Linked DNA regions of Danio rerio: region 1 is linked to region 2. A link is a contact called in public Hi-C data. All regions are on one chromosome and are shown on one strand. Each heading gives the region's core, a stretch centred on a gene start, on an enhancer-like site or on the middle of the called end of the contact. The rest is flanking DNA. Distances are from core to core; before and after follow the strand shown. Region 1 holds the start of foxp1b (forkhead box P1b). Region 2 overlaps foxp1b (forkhead box P1b).

The links. Hi-C and Micro-C count contacts between places; a contact is called where the count stands out from the background.
Region 1: a Hi-C map of an unstated tissue shows a contact between it and region 2, with 1.7 times the contacts expected there. The contact joins the promoter of foxp1b here to the enhancer-like site in region 2. A contact is called at or near these places in 1 of 18 Hi-C or Micro-C datasets (an unstated tissue) and 1 of 4 datasets of contacts at active chromatin or transcription factors (embryo).

What each region holds. Positions count from the first base shown.
Region 1 is chr6:46,400,555-46,403,254 of GRCz12tu, reverse strand. foxp1b (forkhead box P1b) reads left to right here and starts at 1,272. Exons shown (of 20, transcript NM_001039637.1): 1 at 1,272-1,340.
Region 2 is chr6:46,154,323-46,157,120 of GRCz12tu, reverse strand. The region is part of intron 11 of foxp1b (forkhead box P1b); the gene reads left to right. Among named protein-coding and RNA genes, the nearest start is that of mdfic2, 150 kb to the right of the region's middle. Within about 2 kb of position 1,475, at least 6 of the 62 cell types and tissues checked have an H3K27ac peak or open chromatin away from gene starts, as enhancers often do.

The sequences.
Region 1 (2,700 bases), core at 23-2,522, 250 kb before region 2:
AAAAGGGACACCGTTTAAGTGCCCTCCAAGGGAATAGAGTTTTTCCTCCCTCTCAATAGCAGCGTGCTCTCAATTAGAGTATGTTTAATCAGGAAAACGGCTCGAGTACTAATTACCTTATCATAGCATGCATGTTAATTAGTTTTTGCAAGAAGGTTTCTTGTTTTTTTTTTTTTTTTTCAATTGAATGTTCAAATGAATTCAAAGGAGGAATAACCGATGGAAGTTTTCTTTGATCTTCTGTTTACATCTGTATGTGTGTTTATACCAAAATGTGGCCTATTTGCTGGTTTGAACTTCGAAGCAATTCGGGTGGTCTTAATTGACGTGTTGTTGCTTGTTTATTTGATATATGTAAGGCCTTATTGGACGGATCATTATAAAAGCACGGTAATTATCTTAAACGCTTAACTCGGCAGCAATCCTGCCTCGTTCACATGAAAGTGGGCACGTACAGCCTTTTTTGCTCACCGCTTTAAGAAACCGACTAAAAGTGAATCAGTTTGAGTCATTGTCACCTCACCTCAAGATGCTGTTTGAAAGAAGATCCTCGTAGATTTTTTATTAACCCTGTCATGATTTTTGTGTTGTGTACTTGCTGTTATAATTATGAAATTCCATGAGAACATTGTTTCAGGTTTAGAAATTGCCAGACAAAAATTAAAGCGTTGTCTTTTTACAAATGCGTAATACTGAGGCAAACAGGTGGTGATATCCAAGCCTCTAAAAACTGTTCTAACAATAAAGCACCATTTGTTGGTTCTTTGTTTTCCTAGTGCAAGTGTTGAGAAAGAAGCCTGAGAAATGTACTTGGGGATTACTGGATATTTCTCTAAAAGCATTTTGATGTTATGAATGAGCATAATGTACGATCTTCTGAAGCGTGGATTGATCAATTGGCCAATGCCGAGTGAACTTCAAAGCTGGATATTGAGAGAATCAATCTTTTGATTTAATATCATAGAGCAGCGTGATGGGAATTTTGAGTGCATTTCTGTGAACTCGATATGCAATTGTTTACAGTGATTGAATGGATACTTTCAGGAGGGTTTATCACTTAGTTTATTGGTTATAGTACTCTTTTTTTTTGTTTTCTATGATTTAGTGTAATTGTTAGAACAAATTAATCTTTGATTAACGAGAAATGGATGAACCGACTTTAGATTGAAGAGGCTTTTTCATTTGTTATTTGAATAATAGGAAAGTCTTGATAATTCATATTCATAAGTCATGCAACACTGATTGATAATGAATATATATGTGTTTTTAGATACCTCAACGAGACCAAAGGAATTTAATTGTAGAGTCTACAATCATCTGTTCCGTCACCTCTTGAAACAGTAAGAAACTCTATACTTTTTTGTGACATGGTCAAAAAAAATAGTGACCACTTGCATTATTTTAAATGATTGTTTCAATATATGTATTTTTAAATGGTTTAGTCACCATTTATATATCAAACTATATTTACCTGTAATTTGAGTTTATCATCTGTAATTTATATTATTGCATGTAAGGTGTATTAGCAATAGAAGCCCTATAATTTCTGAGATACAAAAAAAAAATGTAATCCCAGAATTCTTAAAAACAGAATTAGTTCAAATTAAAGCTGCGTGATATTGGTAAAATTTAACATTTTGATATTTTTTTCCTGCAATATATGTTGCGATATACTGTGTCCATACCATACAATTTCTTTCCAAATGGGGCTATTCAATCATTTGGTGAAACAATTCTCTTTGTTAACATTTTTAACCATTAACTATGAGTTTTGCTTTCATAAACTTCTAATTTAATCCTTATTAATAAGAATTATGGTAGTTTAGATATTTGGTTAGGGATGTAGAATAAACTCTTGCAGATTATGTACTTTATAAGTAAGAAGCCAATATCTCAACATGCATGCTAATACAAAACTAGGTAATAGTGAGTGTTGGTATATACAATAAAGCAAGGATACAAGTGAAACAGTGTATGATTTATGGTAATCTAAATGTAAAAATGACTCTCAAAGTCTTTACTCTATAAATAATTTTTATTACAAGTATTCTATATTAAACTTCCAATTGAATGTATTGTGCCTGAGCACCTCTCCTAAGTCTTAAAAACATACAAATTACAACATTTCACTTCATTATAGTTAAACTCTGCAGTGACTTAAATTTTGTGTTCTGAAGTGTGTCTCTTGGGCAGCTATAATCCCAACGTATCTATACAATGTGATGATAGCGGATGCTCACATTATGATATAGATGCTGAATTGATATATTGTGCAGCCCTAATGCACTTATTAAACTATGTTTTACATTTATTGTCATATTGTTATATTATGAATGTTATGTATACACAGACAATTCACAACCACCTGTCATACTGATGTTTTATTTTAAGAAATCAACAATAATTTATCAGAAGGTTCATTTGCACTTGCAGTTTTCTCCCTGTGTTCATCACCCAATCGGCCAGCAATTTTCAGTCAGGACAATGAGCCTCCTGTAACCAAGCAAATGAGCAAAGCAGTTCCTTAAAGATGAAAACATTGAAATAATTAAAAGGGAAGACCAGAGTCCTGATGTAAACCTGATTGAAAATTTCCAGCACCTATTCCTTAATTCTAAACAATGAAGATTACATTATTTTTAAAAACAAAATGAAATGGTACTGTGCTAATGTTAATAAGTTTTTGACTGAAAAAGAATG
Region 2 (2,798 bases), core at 226-2,725:
GGTTCAGTGAAGTGCTTGCATTTTTGTTCTATTTGTGATGTAATTTTAATTGAAACACGAACTCAGGACAGGACATATAGAAGCTCCTCCCCTTTAAAAAAACAGCTAGTATTGTTTTCGTTTTTATCACAGATCTCCCAGTGAGAGTGGTTGAGATCAAGAAATCAACAAATGAGAAGCATTTTGGAGGGCAGGAACATTTCAGATGCTATAGAGCAGGGGTGACCAACCCTGTTGCTGGAGATCTACCTTCCTGCCGATTTCAGATGCAGCCTTAATCAAACACACCTGCCTGTAATTATCAAGTGGCGTCAGGTCCTAATTAATTGGTTCAGGTGTGTTTGATCGGGGTAGGAGCTAAACTCTGCAGGAACAGGGTTGAGCACCCCTGCTATAGAGCATTTGATAGGCCTGAAGATTTGATGAGAAATGAGGTGACGTCAAAAACCTTGGCTGCATGTGACATCGAATTTGCACATTTGTATTCAAATTGACTACTCGAACGTTATAAAAGTACTCAAATGTACTACATTCGCCATTTTGTCATCATCACGTGACCTACCTGCGTCAGTTGCATCACTCCCATTAATGAATTCTCTCCTGGTGCATCATGAGATACGGGAGCGTCCATCAGATGCACACTTCAAAATCCCTCCAGAAGTAGTAGGTCATCTGGATGCTTTCTTGCATACTGCTTTTCCAATGAATTTGGACATACTTCTCAGCTCGCATACTGTTTTGAGTATACTATATAGTTTGAAAATATGCAATTTCGAACGCAGCTAATGTTGATCTCTTAAATGGAAGTGACAAATAGCAAGCTTTGGATGTTTATATCTTCTAAATGCAAATTTCATCACTTTTTGAACCCACTCAATTATAGATATCCCTAAAACATACTGATACTAACACCTAGAAAACTTTATTTTGATTTCACCTGAACTTTACATATTCGCACAAAAAGATACAAGATTGGCTTTTTTTCAATACAAACTTTGTGAATAGAGGTAAATTTGTATCTAGCAGTGTAAATGATGTGAAATCCTTGAAACATTTGAACACATTAAAATCACCTTTATCACGTCTTTCGTGCAAGTTTAAAATCAACAATTTGTGGGGAAAATTCGCATTAGGTGAAAAACATCCCACAAGTGATATCATGCTTTGCGTCTGGTGTGAACCCAGTATAAGAATCAAACATACTGTAGATCCAAACACTTCATAGACATTTTAGATTTTTAAATTGATCTCATTAGAATCCTTTGGAACCTTTGAGATAATTTAGGATCATAAGAATAACAAAATAAATCCTGTACACACTTTTTACGTATGATATGTCCCTATGAAGATGTCACAGTATTTTCAATCGGTCTCGTCCCAGTCATATTCTGTCTCTCTGTGTGGCCTGGGCTCTTGTGTGAAGCAGAGTGCTGCTCTCTGTGCTGTGGTTTTCATCAGGGTTCTGTGCTGTCTGTGATAACTGCAGTCCCCATGGTGATTACTGACACTTTGTCCCAAAACAAACATGTGGGGATGTTTGTCTATGGTGGCCCACATTCTGAGAGTACAGCAGGTTTGCCCTTGTCTGCCTTTTTACAGACAAGAAGAAGAGTTCCAGCTCTTTTTCTCTCTCTCTCGGCTTAGGTCCCTCTTGTTTTTAGAAACATATTATTGATGCTTGCTGCTAATATTGTTCTTACATCCAGCAATTACCCAGAACATCTTAACCAGTCTTAGCTCAACCACCCACTACACATGGAAAAATCTAAATGTAAAAATTTTGATGAAAAACAGCCCAGTACATTCTTTTGGCTGTCATTATACCACTATTCAAATGTTTTGAAGTCAGTAACATCTCAGGAACGTTTTTTCTTTTTTACATTTTAAATAAAAGCGGTTCAATTTTGGATCCATTAAAGAAAAAAGGTATAACTGTGTTTACTTTTTTAATAAAGCAGCACAATTCTTTTCATCATTGATATTAATAGGCAAATCGGTCTACTAAGACTGTACAGACGTGCTTAGGCTTCCAATATACTCATACAACATTTTATAGTAGTCATATCTTCTATTCAGCAAGGATGCAATGCATTTTTATGTGACATGCTGTACTGTGAAGAGAGAAAATTTTTGCAAACCTAAATTTGCCTGAAAACTAAATCTGCATCACCCATATGATCATCTCACTGGTTTTTACCGTCAAATCAATTAATCTTTATTTGTACAGGGTGTCCATGGGGTCTTAAAAAGTATTAAAAGTTAATAAATCCATTTAGACAAATTTAAGATCCTGAAAAAGTATTAAAAAGTCTTAAATGCTATTTTACAAGGTATTATATTTTGTAATCATTTAATCTTTGAATATTAGAATTTTGTCTAGTTTTTCAGAAATCGCGAAAATCCTGCTAGATTTGACATCATGCTGTTTTGTTTACTGCAGTAACCAGGGAAACTCTGTTATTCCTACTGTTCTATAGGCGCCACCTACTGGATTAGCATTTTTATACAGTATATGAATAATGTATTAGTTTACAATTAACATTTAGTAAATATACTAAGTTAAAATGTCGCAGATGAGGTCATAAAATGTATGGAGAGAGTCCATAAAGACTTAAAAGGGGTTAAATTTCATTCTCTGATTCCTGTATGTACCCTGTTATATAGAACGTTTACTATGTAGATTGTGTCAAAGCAGCTTAACATAGAAGTTCTTGTAAACTAAAACTGTCAGTCAAGTTTTCAGAATTAAAGATCAGCTCTGTGTGGTTTAATTTTCACTGATGAAATTCCAAACACTG